Regions from separate parts of the Lactuca sativa genome. Here region 2 is linked to region 1. A link is a contact called in public Hi-C data. All regions are on one chromosome and are shown on one strand. Each heading gives the region's core, a stretch centred on a gene start, on an enhancer-like site or on the middle of the called end of the contact. The rest is flanking DNA. Distances are from core to core; before and after follow the strand shown.

Region 1 (3,845 bases), core at 538-3,037:
ACATATGAAATATTTTATTTCATTTAGTAGGCACAAATGTCACTTAAAGTTTAAACAAGGTTTAGTTATGCATTTGCATCGATTCTCTCCTTTTTGCCAAATAAATGTGTCTTTAAAATGTTTTAGACTATAAATATGATCTAAATGCCACTAAACTCTTAACATTTGAGTGTGGCACAGTTGGTTTATTACCTGATTCTTTGACGATTGCAAAACATAAGATGGCGAGAAGGGAAAAAGAAGCCATCAAGAGGTTAACGATTGTGCTGAGAGTAATCGTTCAGGAAAGAAGAGCATTACATCAACCATGTTCCTCTGATTTTGAAGGTAGGGCATTTTCGTCCTTTTCTTTATTTTTTTCAATTTAGTTGATTTCAGTTTACAAAAAAAGATTATAAAGTAGTAAAAATATTTTAAAAAAATGGATTTGGGTATATATATATATATATATATATATATATATATATATATATATATATATATATATATATTGTATTTTAAATGATTGAGAAGGGTAAATTTCATATTTCAATATTATATCGGGTAAATTCTTTGTCATAAAAAGGTAACATAAGGGTCTTTTATTTCAAGTATTTTAGTTGCATGATGAATTTGGATCTATTGTACCAGAAGGTGAAGTTATAACGATGAGACTCAAAACTATCTTATTTCTTAATGGAGAAGACTCTCTTATGATAGTTCCTAATTCTTTGCTATAATGTTAGCTTTTTTTAGTTAATGTTGACCGATTTAATAATGAAAGTTACTTTATTTATATCCATTTATTTGTTAGTCATCTTTACACAATTAGTTTTTTTTAAAAGACTTTGGTTGTTATTGAATAACTCAGATAAGATGGAATATTGGGAATATATGTAAGTGAGTTTTGGGTTGTTATCACAATAAAATGTAGGTGGAATCTTGAGAATATATATAAGTGAGTTTTGGGTTGTTATCAGAATAAAATGTTGTGATTATTATTTTGAGACTAAAGCTTCAATAGTTAAATGTAGTTAAAGAATGTTATTTTAGTGAATATTATTTGAAACTAAAGGTTCAGTTAAAAGGTGTTGTTATTTTGACAAAAATTGTTTGAGATTAGTAATGTAATGACCTCCACATCAATACATAAATAAATAAAATATTTGTTTTAATATCCATTTGCAAACACTCCATGACCAAAATAGTACATAAATGCAACAATAACATATTTGAGACAATGTATAGATCCATGCCTTCCAACCTTTGCAAAACAACATATTTTAGATAATGTATAAATCCATGCCTTCCAAAACAGAGAAATTTTTACTGGTTTATTAGATAATAATATAAAAGATTCATCAAATTTACAACATATTTAAGATAATGTATAGATCCATGTCTTCCGACCCCTGCAAAACGAAATTTTTTTTACTGGTTTATTAGATAATAATATAAAGGATTAATCAAATTTACAACTTATTTATGTTAACTAATATACTTAGGTAAGTTTTAACTTTTTTTTTTTGGTCAATTTGTATATAATTAAATGAAACTCTTACCATCTCGTGTGTATATAAATGATCGAATTTTATAACAACTTCAATAATAACGATATAAATTGATTAAAATGAATTTCCTTATATATTTGGACAAAATTTTGAAGCTTCACATAAACAATTCATTTAAAAAAAAAAAAAAAAGAGTAAAACCATCAGATAAATGGTGCAACTACAAAATTTGTAATTTAGTATGTTGAATGTATACAAGTAGATTTTAAAATTGTTATAAAGATGCTTGTTTGTTTTTTCAGTATAGAATATACAGAGATCACATCACATTTATGTTTTGATGGTGTTGTCCAACCAATCTCATCTCATTTCATCATCACCCCCAGGCCCCAAACCCCTCACCATCGGTTGAGCACTATGCAGAAATTCACACCCAATCCATAATCTTGAATTAAGAACCAAATCAATACTGCTTCAACTTCAAATTTCACTCGACAATGATGATAACCTCCTCTTCATCTTCGTCCAATTCCGCAGTAGCAGCAGCACCGTCGCCATTAATCCCGACAATCATTCTACTCCTACTATGTCTTCCTGGTCTCTTTTACTTAGCCCCACACATCCTCCCTCCCCCGCCAACACCACCCATCTCCTTCCCCGAGGAACTTGAAGATCTTTCCCTTTTCCGGAGGGCCGCTGCCGTTGAATCAAACGCAAACAACCCATCTAGACCTAAATCCCATCTCGGATCCACCAATTCTAAACCCAAAATCGCCTTCCTCTTCCTCACAAACTCCGACCTTCACTTCGCCCCTTTATGGGAACAGTTCTTTAATGGCAACAAATCAAATCGTCATCTCTACTCTTTGTATGTTCACGCCGACCCAACTGTGAAGACCAAAATCAAAAGCCCTGGTGGGATTTTTTCTGAAGATCGATTCATTACTGCTAAGAAAACTCATCGTGGAACCGCCACTCTCGTCTCCGCCGCTCGTCGTCTCCTTGCCACCGCACTACTCGACGATCCTTCTAACGCGTTTTTCACGCTTATCTCCCAGCATTGCGTACCCCTTCACTCTTTCAACTTCTTTTACGATACCCTTTTCGAAGTTAAATCGCATCAAATAGCCGAATTGCGACATTTGAAGTACAAAAGCTTCATCGAGATAATTTCCAAAGATCCCAATATTTTGGACAGGTACAATGCCAGAGGGAAAGGCGTGATGGTTCCCGAAGTTCCATTTAATAAATTTCGAATGGGTTCACAGTTCTTTACGCTGACGCGTAGGCACGCACTGCTGGTGGTCAGTGATCGGCGGCTATGGAAGAAGTTCAAGCTGAATTGTCTGAGGCCGCAATCGTGTTACCCTGAAGAGCATTATTTTCCAACATTGTTGTCCATGGAGGATCCAGAAGGGTGTACCGGATATACACTGACTCGTGTGAATTGGACTGATAGTGTTAATGGACACCCACATACATATTATCCGCCGGAGGTGTCGCCTGAGCTCGTCTACAAGCTGCGACAGTCTAATTTCACAAACTCTTACATGTTTGCAAGAAAGTTCTCACCGGATTGCTTGCAGCCATTGATGAACATGGCCACGGAAGTCATTTTCCGGGACTGAATTCTTTTGAGTTTTCTGGTAATCCCCTCACATTTCTATTTGATCTTCTATACTTAGATGTGGTTAAACAGCTATAACTGGGAATGCACTGGTAGATTATTTCATGGGAGTTGTTGATCAAACATGGTAGATTCGCTATATGTGCTGATAGAAAGTGACACTTTTAGGTGTGATTGCGGTATGCTTATGTTCTTTAGTGTGACTCATTTGTCTCTTGTCTTTGTTTAGCATCATCACTTTCTGGGGTTAGGCAATGAATAAAATAAAATACATTAATATCAAGTAAAAGTCTAAACGAAAGGCCAATTTTTGGTCTCTAGTAATTAATATAGGTGTCTGTTTGCTAGGCTTTGCTTGCTTAAATTGTTTGAAGTTGTTCAAGATAGCGTAACCTCTTGGTTTACTCACATTAGGTTGGCATTTTGTGGGTGGGTGTTTAAAGAGAAAAGAAGTTCTTATATTTGATATAATAGTGGTAGTTTAAGGTATACTATTAAAATAAAACATTTATGCTTATAAAATAGGGAGGTGAATGATATGATTGTTGTTACAAATCTCATTTTGTAATGGGAAATTTTGTGAAAGAAACTATGGTTGAAAACATCCCCTTTGGAAGATATGCCAAATACTGAAAAATGTGTCTACCCATAGAATATGGGTAAAGATACTCAGCAGTTTGAGCTCATAGCTACACCAAGTAAAAAATAAAAAGCATGATAAAACGTTG
Region 2 (3,845 bases), core at 528-3,027, 220 kb after region 1:
AATGAGGACGGGGACCACGGAACATGTAACAGTGGGATTTGTAGGTTACCCGAATGTAGGTAAAAGCTCAACAATCAACGCTTTGGTAGGGGCAAAACGGACCGGTGTAACTTCTACCCCCGGGAAAACCAAGCATTTTCAAACCTTAATAATCACTGAAAAACTTACGTTATGTGATTGCCCCGGGTTAGTGTTCCCGTCGTTTACAAGCTCGAGATACGAGATGATTGCATCCGGAGTTTTACCCATTCACCGGATGACGGAGCACCGGGAAGCGGTACAGGTGGTGGCTGATCGAGTTCCCAGACATGTCATCCAGGCTGTGTATAATATTACCCTCCCCAAACCTAAGCCCTACGAGCCCGAAAACCGCCCACCATTGGCCGCTGAGCTTTTGAGGTCATACTGTGCCTCTCGTGGCTATGTCGCTTCCAGTGGTTTACCCGATGAAACGAAAGCTGCTCGCCAGATTTTGAAGGATTATATTGACGGAAAACTACCCCATTATCAACTGCCGCCAGGGGAGAAGGAGGAGGAGGAGGAGAATGTAGAGAAGGTGGATGAGAGATCGGAAAGTGGTGGTGGTGAAGGGAGGCTGGAAGAGGTTATGGATGATCTTGAGAACTTTGATATGACTAATGGGTTGTTGGGATCGAGTAAAGGGGTAGTACCTGGTGAAAGGAGGAAGCTGCTGCCTCCTGCCGCCTCTGCCTCTGCCTCTGCCTCTCATAAACATCAGCATCATAAAAAGCCTCAGAGAAAGAAGGATAGAGGGTGGAGAGTTAAGGATGATGGGACTGATGGGACGCCGGTTGTCAGGGTGTATCAGAAACCTGTCAACGCTGGACCTGGACCTGGACCTGTCGTGACTACTTAATAAACTAACTTGAGTCTAGCCTTTATTTATATCCTCAGTTGGATAATGTTTCTTGTGTTTCCTAGTCTCTATCTCTATCTATGATTTTTACAAAAAGATCGACGACTATTCTATCATGGATCTTGCATGTTTTTATTTGGGTCAATTAGATATATACTTCTTTAGTTTATAATACAATAGGCAAGCAAATATGTATTTTCATTTGCGAAACATGGTAGAAGAATGATTGTAGTTTGATTAGTTTCTTGTTATTTTTTTCCAACGGAAAGTTAGCAAGAGTTATGATAAAAAAACCAAAGCAAAAAGGAACCAAACTACCACTAAAACAACAAGCAGCAAACCGCACACAACATAGTATTACTAAAAGGTAAAAAACATAGGAAGCCACCGTCCTCCAAGCATAAGGCAAAAGCAATGGAAAAAATACCAACCCCAAATGAGAAGCGAAGGGCGAAAGTGTTCGAGAATCTAAAAGCAGCAGACAATTCCAGCACTAAACACCATTACGCAAGAACCAAAAAATGTAACATCCTAGTTTTTGTTTAAAGTACAAATTAAAATATTATTCCGTTAAAAAAACTCTTAGAGTTTACTAAAAACATTTCATAAACAAAACTGCAGAAGTCAAAAACCCAATTTACATATTTATAATGTCATAAATGAAATTAATTGAGAAACTTTAAGAATCTTTAAATGTGCATGCGAAAGCTCATAGCAATCCAGTTGTGTCCTTTCCCTGGAAAATATTAATAAACCACAAGTAAGCAAGAATGCTTAGTACGCATACACAATACACAATATCAAGGTTCTAAATAATGTTAGACGTGACTTGGCGGCAAAGTCAAGCCTCAAGTTTTTTTTCGAGTTGTAGCGAGCCTTGTCGTTTGTAAGGCATGACTTAAAACAGTAATTTTGTGTATAATTAATAATATATCTTAATACTTTAATAAGCATTTATGAATTTTAAGAGCTACAACCCTTAATACATCATATACAATCAATTTATATATTGCAGTCCGTCAACAGTTGAAAAGTCAAATATAAGATTTTGAATCCGTCAATCACAACATGTTATCATCATCATCCCTTAATTTGCGGCCGGTGGAGATGAAAACCCGCTTAAACAACTCAACAAATTGAAATTTCCACGAAATCCTTATGGTTCCTGTGGATCTATACATCTTGCTTCATACAACTTCGTTCACATTTTCTCTAAGTCCCTCTCTCTTACTCACCGGTCACTTCCACCGTCTCCGCATCACTAGCAACACCGCTTCACTTCTCCAACCTCACTTCTTCAACACGAGCCTACTCCTGCATTCTCCTCCTCTCTCATTTGTCCTTTATCTTTCACGACGAGTTGGATTGCCAGATTGTTACCCTTTAATAAGCGACCGCCTGATACGGATTCACCAAGGTACCCCCTTATCTTCATATTTGGAAACACTTTTCTATTAGAGACCCAAAAGGCTTCTCTTTGTTTCTATTATCTCGCTCCATTCAAGATCACGAGAAAGTGAATTTTTTGTTACCTTTTCATTATTAGAATTTTTTTTTGTAGGATAAAATTGGGAAGACCAGCACAAAATAAAAATATCTATGTGTGCGTGTGTGACGATATCATGCTCCAAACCTCATTCTCTATCTCGATTTCAATCCTTGAAACTTACTCTCGATCTTGATATTTTGCAGATAAGAGACAGCTTACGATGTCAAGGCCTAAATTTCAAAGGTAAGCAACAGTTTCAAGCCCTAAAATTCACTTTTGATCTCGATTTCAAGCCCTAAACCACACTTTTGATTTTGATTTTGATGTTTTGCAGATAGAAGATAAGATATGATTCCATGCCCTAAACCTCTCTCTTCTCTCTCTCTCTCTCTCTCTAGGTTTACCATCAAGGACCCAAAACATTACGATTTCGTTTTTTTTTTTTTTTTTTATTTTATTTTTTATTTTTTTATTTTCTTCTTTTGATTTGTTGCATACACATCAATTTTTGCTACATACATATAAAACTTAAAGATCATTTGAGGAATTGAAGGATTGGATTTCATATTTGTATGTATGTTTAACATGTGAACTTGAAAATAGAAGGTTAGAAAAAGGTTGGAGGCGATTGCAGGAAAAGAAATTCCACATAGAGGTATGTATTTTGTGTGTAGGTATGTGTATCTCTCTGTGTGTGTGTTTATATGTATATAGGTGTGTGTATAAGTATAGGTGTATATACATGTGTGTTCATGTAGGAGTCTAATGTGCATATGTTTGTATGCAGGTGTTTTTATCTGTTTTTGTGTGTTTGTATGTAGGTATATATATTTGTATAGGTGTGTGTGTGTATATATATATATATATATATATATATATATATATATATATATATATATATATATATATATATATAGTAATAGCCTATGATTTTTATTCTTCTTTTTGGAAGGGTATTCTCTGTGGATAAATCTTATTGTAGATATTGGATCTGCAGGCAATAGGCTACAAATTTTGATTGATTGAGATGGGGCAAATTTTCAGTTAAATCTATTTTAAAGTTGAACATCTATCTTTTGATGAGTGGCCACAAGTTTTTGGTTTTCATGCTATATCTCCTTAAATGCCAAAGCTTCCTTATATGGTTTTCTCTTTCCTATGAAAATTCTGTAATTAAACTTCTGAACATATATTTACAAGTGAAGGATAAAATAGAAGGAAAAAGGAAGTATGGAAATGGGACGAGAATCAGTAGAGGTAGAAACACCCCAAATCATATTCTATGGAGAGGTTTGTTAATTTTTTCTACCAAATTTGTCTTATTGAAGCCGACTTTTAAACATTATTGTTCGTAAGCCGGATTGGTTGTCACACCCCAAAACCGAAACAGCGGAAACGTTTGGGGGCGGAGGACGTCATGTACTGTATCAGAACAATTGTATAATAGTAATCAAAGCAAACATAATCATTAAATTGATA

Evidence for each region. A called contact is a pair of places that touch in the nucleus more often than the background predicts.
Region 2: a Hi-C map of seed shows a contact between it and region 1, with 8 times the contacts expected there. The contact joins the promoter of LOC111909261 here to the promoter of LOC111911561 in region 1. A contact is called at or near these places in 2 of 4 Hi-C or Micro-C datasets (leaf and seed).

Annotation. Positions count from the first base shown.
Region 1 is chr2:93,194,094-93,197,938 of Lsat_Salinas_v11, forward strand. It overlaps LOC111911561 (glycosyltransferase BC10), which reads left to right and starts at 1,788. Exons shown (of 2, transcript XM_023907317.3): 1 at 1,788-3,136. The coding sequence starts at 1,988. The coding sequence ends at 3,118.
Region 2 is chr2:93,415,243-93,419,087 of Lsat_Salinas_v11, forward strand. LOC111909261 reads left to right here and starts at 1,778. Exons shown (of 3, transcript XM_023905053.3): 1 at 1,778-2,294; 2 at 2,570-2,609; 3 at 2,701-2,807. The coding sequence starts at 2,036. The coding sequence ends at 2,704. LOC111909263 (GTPase LSG1-1) reads left to right here. Exons shown (of 7, transcript XM_023905054.2): 7 at 1-1,117. The coding sequence ends at 877. It overlaps LOC111909262 (a long non-coding RNA gene), which reads left to right and starts at 2,831. Exons shown (of 2, transcript XR_006188005.1): 1 at 2,831-3,021; 2 at 3,364-3,845.